Linked DNA regions of Mus musculus: region 2 is linked to region 1. Evidence: chromatin contacts called from public promoter capture Hi-C data. All regions are on one chromosome and are shown on one strand. Each heading gives the region's core, a stretch centred on a gene start, on an enhancer-like site or on the middle of the called end of the contact. The rest is flanking DNA. Distances are from core to core; before and after follow the strand shown.

What was found. Promoter capture Hi-C pulls out the DNA fragments that hold promoters and counts their contacts.
Region 2: a contact with region 1 is called in a promoter capture Hi-C map of stem cell-derived epiblast-like cells, with 11 times the contacts expected there. The contact joins the enhancer-like site here to the promoter of Siglec1 in region 1. A contact is called at or near these places in 17 of 39 promoter capture datasets (the 3T3-L1 cell line, the C10 cell line, HPC-7-derived erythroid cells and 10 more), 2 of 15 datasets of contacts at CTCF or cohesin (embryonic stem cells and large pre-B cells), 49 of 484 Hi-C or Micro-C datasets (the AtT-20 cell line, B cells, CD4 T cells and 34 more), 5 of 115 datasets of contacts at active chromatin or transcription factors (astrocytes, embryonic forebrain, embryonic stem cells and 1 more) and 2 of 9 other capture datasets (adipose tissue and liver).

The regions. Positions count from the first base shown.
Region 1 is chr2:131,084,503-131,088,688 of GRCm38.p6, reverse strand. It overlaps Siglec1 (sialic acid binding Ig-like lectin 1, sialoadhesin), which reads left to right and starts at 1,924. Exons shown (of 21, transcript NM_011426.3): 1 at 1,924-2,639; 2 at 2,872-3,231; 3 at 3,475-3,774. The coding sequence starts at 2,573.
Region 2 is chr2:131,527,394-131,531,793 of GRCm38.p6, reverse strand. It overlaps Gm30732, which reads right to left. Exons shown (of 2, transcript XM_017319385.2): 1 at 2,677-4,400; 2 at 1,450-1,783. The coding sequence starts at 3,326. The coding sequence ends at 1,513. Among named protein-coding and RNA genes, the nearest start is that of Gm30732, 3.6 kb to the right of the region's middle. Within about 2 kb of position 1,328, at least 27 of the 459 cell types and tissues checked have an H3K27ac peak or open chromatin away from gene starts, as enhancers often do. A contact at or near this core is called in adipose tissue, bone marrow-derived macrophages and pre-pro-B cells, where this site is marked.

The sequences.
Region 1 (4,186 bases), core at 675-3,174:
TGGATGGGCTGTGGCCTGGGGGATGTCATCAGTTTCCTGTCCCCACTTCCAGTCTCCCCAGGACTGCTTGTCTCTGCTGAGTCGGCAGGAAGCTGGGAGGATTGCACAGTTGCAACATTGTGTCTATGATAAAATATACATCAGATGGAGTTTCCTGTCCTATCTTTAGGCATATATTTACATTGTTACATAGCTGCCACCACTATCCATTTCCAGTCCGTTCTCACCATCCACAACGTAGTCTCTGTACCCATCAGATAGTAACTCCATATTCTCTCCTCTCCCAGTCCCCAGTAACTTCATCCATTTTCTGTTTCTAGATGGTTCATTAACTTGAGCAATGTAGTATTTGCTTACTATGTTATAGAGGACGTGTCAGAGCTGCATCTGTTCTGATTAATCCACTATATACATAGGCACATCTCTCTATCCATCTCTCTGTTGATAGACACAGGGATCTTTCTATCCTATGACAGGTGTGAAGGATGCTGCTGTGAACGTGGTTTAGCGGTGTCTGCTTGGAGCTCAGCTTCTGTCCCTATAGGTTCTCATCCTGTCCCATTTCCTAGTTCTACACCGACTTCTTGAGGAATCCTCAGTCTCCCACACTGCACCATTCCACATTCCCACTAACGATGTGCAGGGCTCCTATTTCTGTGCATCCTCACCAACAGTTTTTATTCTTGTTTTTTTTTTTTTTTCATTAGTAGCCATCATAGTGGTTGGTTGTTCCCATGTTTGCTGATGTGTGTGTCTTCTATCCTTTGCCACTTAACTCCCCCTGAGACAGGATCTCTTACAGCTGAGCTGGCTAGCCAGCTAACCCCAGGAATTCTTCTGTCTCTCTCTGCTCCAACCAGTGCTGGGCCTGCATTCAGGAGCTTCGGTAGTTGTACAAATGCTCACACCCGGTACGGTACCGTGTTCTTACCCCCTGAACTGCCCCCCAGCCCTCACTCTGGTTCCGACTTATGTTTTCCTCACGCGTCTTTTCATTGGTTTGTTGCCTTGCATTTCTTCAATGAGAAGTGTCTATTCAAGTCCTTTGCCCATTTTCCTAGATGGGTTGTTTTATTTCAGAGGAGGCTATGGTACTGTCAGAATTCTTGACATGTTCTGGATACTAGTCTTCAATAAATGATTCTCAAATATTTTCTCTCATTCTTTGGCTGTCTTTTTCATTTCTCTGCACAGTTTTTGTTTGTTTGTTTGTTTTTGTTTGTTTGCTTGGTTTTTTTTTTTTTTTTTTGGCTCACACAAAAATCAAGTCCCTCTTACCTACTTCCCCCTTTTCTTTTTTGAGGCACGGTCTTCGTAGCTTGCCCTGACGAGCGAGCCTTAAACACAGGATCCTCCCACTACAGCTTCCCGAACGCTAGAATCACGAAGCATTACCACTGAGCTTCGCTTCTAAGTCAGGAAAGCACTGCGTGGTCCAAAGCCATGGAGACTGACATCTGGGTTGTTTTCTAGGTGTTTCTTGGACTGCTGTGTCTGCCGCCTGTGGTGTTCCTTCCTGCTGTGGCACCCTTTGGCACAGGGCTTGCTCCTTGTGCATGGTATACAATAAGCATGTTTGTGGGTGTGAGTGTATGGCGACCTGACCCAGGAAAGTTTCCTTGACACCTCTCTAGCCTGACTCTGGACCACACACCCTTGTCATAATCACTGAGATCCCTGTAGGTCTGGGGCTCTGCACTGCTGTGGACCACAAATTCCCAGGCCTAGGTCTTCAGAAATGGGTGGATGCCCATGGCTGCCAAGAAGAGGGAAAACATAAAGCTTTCTCTGCTGTGGCCACAAGGACTCAGCCCAGAGGGGAAGTTACAGATTTATGCAGCATCCTGAAGGTTGAGTAAGATTTCTGTGAGCAAAGATCATTTATGGTGGGGGTGGAACTGGGCAGTGAGGGAGCCAGGGAGCAGACAAGATTAGGCCTAGAGTAAGTCTATGAAACACAGAGAAAGGGGACAGCATAGGGGTTAAGAAATGAGGTCTTTCAAAATCTCAGGGGGCAATGAGGAGTTTTTTGAGAGAGGAAGGACTCTTTAAAGGAAGTTGAAGGAGGATTCTGTGAACTTGAGACCACCCTGAGCTGCCAAGTTGAGAACTTTGTCTACAAACAAGCCAGGCAGCCTCAGCGTGTGCTCAGTCCGACTTGTAGCTGGAGAGGCAGGAGACCAATTTCCGGTGCTTACGGTGCTTGCTGGATGCCCTGGAGTAAGTGACAGGGTCTCACTGGACTCCAGGTTCTGTTGGTTTGAGTAATAGGAGGCGGCAGGGGAGAAGTGAAGAGAGACATGCACTGCTGATCTGCCTTGAGGCTGTGTCCTTAAGGGGTGGAGCCAAGGGGCACAGAAGACTCTCTGGGACATGCCACCAAGTGAGAGCATTTCCAATCACTCCCTGAGCCAGGAACAGGGGCTTCTGGTTCCCTGCTGGTGGCTGCCACAGCAGTCCTTCCTGTTGGGTTGACCAACACAGCAGGTGAGATAAACCCTATAGACTTGGGCCCTGGAGTGCTCCAGGCAGTCTCTGTGTGCCTACCCACCCGGCTTCCCTAGGCACCTGAATGCACCTGGGCACTGGGATGTGTGTCCTGTTCTCCCTGCTCCTGCTGGCCTCTGTCTTCTCACTAGGTAAGCTGCACGAGGCTAGTGCCTCTCATAGGGTCTGGCCTCTGTGGACTCAGCACAGAAGCCTAGACTATGATCAGATGTGACTGAGCACACCCCATCCTTGGGGCACTAAGAGGGAAATTAGATTAGATTTGGAGCCTGTTTGGAGCACCCTCTTTTGGGGCAGGTGACAGGGCTCTGTTCCCAGGCTTGCATCACCCTTTTCTCTGTTGCTCTTCCTACCCTCCTCTAGGCCAGACCACATGGGGTGTCTCCAGTCCCAAGAATGTGCAGGGCTTGTCGGGATCCTGCCTGCTCATTCCCTGCATCTTCAGCTACCCTGCCGATGTCCCAGTGTCCAATGGCATCACAGCCATCTGGTACTATGACTACTCGGGCAAGCGGCAGGTGGTAATCCACTCAGGGGACCCCAAGCTGGTGGACAAGCGTTTCAGGGGTCGAGCTGAACTGATGGGGAACATGGACCACAAGGTGTGCAACCTGTTGCTCAAAGACTTGAAGCCTGAAGACTCTGGCACCTACAACTTCCGCTTTGAGATCAGTGATAGCAACCGCTGGTTAGATGTCAAAGGCACCACGGTCACTGTGACAAGTGAGGAGCCTGGGGACTGGTCGCGGTCAGGGACTCCTAGGCTGCTGCTCCAGCCCTGTCCTTTGACCTGAACCTTGCCTAGGCCTTCAGCTCTGACCTTTGCCTATTATTTTTCACTCTGTGACATTCTCCTTTTCTTGAGTCCCCCTCCCCCCAAGTCTTGTCCTTTGGTTGGGGTTGTGGGGACAGTGTGAGGTACAGTGAGGTGAGGGGAGCCCTGAGAATTACTGCCTTTGTTTTCAGCGGATCCCAGCCCCCCCACTATTACCATTCCTGAGGAGCTGCGTGAAGGCATGGAGAGGAACTTCAACTGTTCCACACCCTACCTGTGCCTGCAGGAGAAGCAAGTCAGCCTGCAGTGGCGAGGCCAGGACCCCACCCACTCTGTCACCTCCAGCTTCCAGAGCCTCGAGCCCACTGGCGTCTATCACCAGACGACCCTACATATGGCCCTATCCTGGCAGGACCACGGTCGGACCCTGCTCTGCCAGTTCTCATTGGGCGCACACAGTAGTCGGAAAGAGGTTTACCTGCAAGTGCCACGTGAGTATATCACACCCTTGTCACCGAACACCATTTCTATAGCTCTCTGACCAAAACCAGCTTGGCTAGCCTCTAGGGACAAGCCCTTTGTCCCTGTGGCATACTGGTGCACTTAGGCCTTTAGGCCTGGCAGCTGGAGACAGCTGAGCCCCAAACAGTTCATGCTTATAATTGCAAATCTGAGGAGACAGAGACATGTGGAGACATGTGGGTCTCTGGGCCTTGCTGGTCAAACAGCCTAATCTATTTGGTGAGTTCCAAGTCACTGAAAGATTCTGCCTGAAGAAACAAGGTAGACAACACCTGGGGATCGCCATCCAAAGTTGACTTCTGGCCTCCATATGCATGTGCAGTTGTGTGCACCCATACCCATGACCACACACACACACACACACACACACGGAGGCACAGA
Region 2 (4,400 bases), core at 79-2,578, 440 kb before region 1:
TCCTTTTGCCTCACTCTCCCTCCCTCACTCCTTGCCCCTCACCCCCTCTCTCCCCTCCTTCCCTCCCTCAGTCTCCCTTTTGCATCTTCCCTCTCTCTCTCTTTCCCTCTTTCCCTCCCTCTCCACCTCCCTCCCTCCCTGTCACTCTTCTTCCTTCTCTCTCTCTCTCCAAACACATCCTGTCATATGTCTCACCAGAGGCCCAAAGCAGTGCATCTGCAGGGCCCTTAACTGAAACACCCTGGACTGGAAGTCAGAGTGAACCTTTCCACTTTATGAGCCAATTTTCTCAGGTATTCTGCCACAGTAGCGGAAAGCTGCCAAACGCATTAACCTTACAAAAGTGTTCCTGGCAGTCAGCAGGCTGTTAAGGGCAACGGCTCACAGTCTCGGCGATTCCTCCAGGTCACTGTTTTAGGTAACTAGTAAAGTCGAGTTTGGCAAATCAATGTCTAATAATTAGTCTTTTCTACATGACTCTACTTCAAAACCACTACAAACCGCACATACAATACACAGATCATGCATGTTGTTCTTTAAAGTTTTGAACTTCAAGAAACAAAAGTGTTTTTTGTGCCTCTCTCAGTCATTAATCTTACCAGTTATTAGATATTGATTTATCTGATGGCTTTCTTAGAGCACTGCATGTACTGTGTGTCTGCCAAGCATGGCTTCACCTGTTACCTGGAACAGAGTGACCTGGAGGAAAAGCTGAGATGATGAGCCGTTGCCCCAAACCCTTCTGTAAAAGCTTGCTTGCTTGCCAGTCTGACTTGTATTTTAGAATATAAAATGAGAACGCAAACTGAGCCTGGCATCAAAACCTTTCAGGATTTGTCCTGGCTTTGGTCCATCAGTGGCGGCTCATCTCTTCCACTCACTGGTGTCAGAGTGCTTATTCCAGAAAGATTCCCCCGCCCCGGATGCTCAGATGTCCGAACTGGGGCCCCAGGTGGTGGTGCTGTTTGGGGAGGTCAGGATGCTGCACCCTGCTGGAGGATGTACGTCACTTCAGGCAGCTCTGAGCGGTTCCAGTTCCCTCTCCACTTCTGCTTGTGGTTGAAGATGTGCACATCAGCTCCCTTCTCCAGCAGCTTGCCTGCTGCTGCCACACCTCCTCGATGAGGTGGTGATGAGCTCGTCCCCATGGGTCTATAAGCCAAAATAAACCCTCCTGTAAGTTGCTGTTGGTCATGGTGTTTTATCCCAGCAACAGAAAATAACTAACACACAAACAACTACATTCCAGTAAATACGTTTAGTTTTTATATAAGTTATGTATGAAAGGCTCGTGTTATCCCCATGGTGTAGCCAGATCTAACCGGCCACAATAAGTAAACGCAATGCTGTTCCTCACAGCTGTGTCACTTCCATCAACCCAGAGCCACACCGTGTGGGGGGCTCTGACACCAGATTGAAGAGTAAATTGAAATCACACTTCTGATATTATTCATTGTTCAGTGTTTATTAAACGGGGTCCAGTGACCGCTTGCTTGGTTCATTCTCAGGAATTCAGAAAAGCTCAGAGAATACAAATCCTCTCAATGCAGCAAGTGCTGTGTTCCCATATGGCCAGAAGGTGGTGCTAGAGGTCATGGTCATGGTTCGTGGCTTGTCCTTTCTTCCAGAGAACTTCTGCCTCTCCAGGCCTGCCTTGTGAGAAGGAGAACCCATTTGACCCTTGTGTATCTTTGCAGTTGGAAAAATCTCCACCACTAACTGCTGGTGTGAGCACGGTGGAACTGAGACAGTACCAGCGCAGACAGCAGCATGTGACACTTCCCTGTGAAGAGGAGCAAAGAGCAATGACAGAAGCAAACAGGCAGCTGGAAAGTCGGGATAAAGGTCCCTGCCTTAGAGGGTGGGGATTACAGGTCACCAAAGCAGAGTAGGGGTCAACCTTGTGTCCCGAGGGAATTCCCACAGGAGGCTAGAGAGCTGTCTGTATGGGTGAGAAGTGACTTACTTAGATTTTATGTGTCTATGAGGCAGAAGACAGCAAAGAAAAATAGAGTTGTGGGCAGGAGAGGAGTGTCAGGAACCTAAAGGGAGACCCAAGAGGGCTGCCACCAACACTAAGGGCGCGTCTCCAGGCTCACACCCTTGCATGGTGTCTTCCTTCCCTTACCATTCTGTAAACCTTTTCCATTAACCTGTCTCTACACTGGGTACTATTTTGGATGCACCGGATACGTAGCAGTGAACAGGGAACTTCCATAGTCATGAGATGGAAGGACAGGCATCTGCATAAACACCAAGTAGCAAAGGGGAGGAAAGAAAGGCCGTGAAGAAAGGGGGCACAGAATGGGGTAGACGGGGTAACTGTGGAAAAGGACAGTATGCCCAGAAAAGTATCTGATTAGAACCCTGACAAAAAAGAGCAGCCAGGTCCTAGGGGAAGACAGAGAGGAAGCAGGGGGACCTTAGAACTTCTCACAGGATGACTGAGAGCAACGCCTTGCTTCTCCAGTGTGAGGGCTGTCCCTGGAAACCAAGGAGGCTGCATTGGCCCTGTGGAGGAGGTTATAGAGGAACACCACCTGGGAGGCTGCCTCCGCCACTCAAGGCAGAGATGCAGGTACAGTGGGGTATCTCAAAGGATGCGATTCAGAATGCGTAAGAGGAGTCGATGAGACTCGCCTATGGGAAAGCAGATGATAGGGAGTGGATAGTGACCTGAGTGTTCTGAAGCCAAAGAATGGTGGTGCCACATGCTCAGACGAAGAAGATGAAGTTGGACTGGACTGTGAGCGGTGGGAGGGAAAGCCCTGCTTTGTCTGTGGAAAGATGGCGTAGGCGGCACTGTATGGTCTGTGTGGTGTGCTCCTCTGCTTTATCCTGGTCAGTGGGCACAGCCCTTCTCCTCCAGACGAGCCTGCTGGTATGGCTTGGCTCATGACAGAATTATGCTGACTAGTTTTAGGAGAACAAGAAACAATAGAGAGACCAAGTGAAATGATACGCAAAGCCAAGATCCCAATGCCAGGGACACGGCCTTGGGCTGGGGTATACAGATGGCTGTGTAATCCCACATGGCCCCACATTTTGGGGTAGGAGTAATGGTAGACATAAGACAAAAAGAAGTAGAGGGTGAAGTGGAGTGAACCCCAAATCCAACAGGCCCAAATCACATGTGCACTGAATCTGTAAAATAAACTGCCTAATAGCTCGTTCGCATCCCATGAGAGCAGGTTTGGGGTGTTCTTTATTATTAGCAACACTAGACTAAAGGGACACAGTAATGTCCCTCTAGCCACTAGCTCTGCTTTAGGGGATGGAAAGGGGCAGTGGCCAACCCTTTTGCCTACTATTAAATATACAAGCATGGGGTTATCATGGTTACCCTTAGCAGGACACTGCCTGCCTGTTGCCCAATACAAATGAGAGATGGGCTCAATAAACAGGCTGACCCAGAGAAAACCCGGCCTTCTGCCACTCTGCCATTAAGTTGAAAAGACCATTAATTAGACAAGCAGCTAGCTTGCTTATACCACACCTAGGAACTTCCCTTCTTCCCATCCCAACTAGCCCAAGCAAACTGCACAGTTACTGCCACAGTATGTAGCTAAACTGTGTTCCTCAGAGGCCAACATGTAAGGACCTGGTCTGCGGCACTGTGGAGACACGATGGAACCTCTAAGAGGCAGGGCCTTATGGGAGGGATCCAGATCACTGCAGGCTTCCACAAAGCCACAGCTGAAAACCTCAACCTGGAGTCCTCAGTCCCTATGACACAAGACACCATGCGACTAAGTGTACAGACTCTGGGACATTACAGACTGCAGGAAATAACTTCTCTGCAAGTGAACTTCTGCACAATGGAAATGATATGGCTGTAATGGGGGTGTGGGGGCAGTAATGGGGGTGTGGGGGCAGTAATGGGGGTGTGAGGGGAGTAATGGAGGTATAAGGGCAGTTGACAGAAGTGTCACACACAGAAAGGGCCCAGATGCCAGCCACATCTGCTTTCAGAAACTCAGCATGTGGGAAACACCCCACATTCCTGTTAGAAGTAGTGTTTCCTTCTGAAGGCCTTTTGTCTTCCTTGTCCATCCACCACAGATCAGCTTTGAGGACCATGTCAGCTCTCTCTCCAGAGCTGCCCCTGCCCCGTCTTCATCTGCATCTCCCAAGAGTCCCTTGGCGTCTTCAGTTGTTCCCTCCCCTCATGAGACAGCATGTCCCCTAAGCTGTGTGGCCCAGGGCAGCCCCTCCTAAGTCCTTTTAAGAATTTGCTTTCCTCTCCTGAACCCCTCACTTCTCTCACACAGCCGCAGACACAAAGACCAAATACAAGAACCACCTCAGTCTGCATCAACAAGCCACCAGTGGGCTCTGTGACAGTTTGAACAAGAAACAGCACCTATAGTCTCAAACATTTAGTCCCCAGTTGGAGCGCT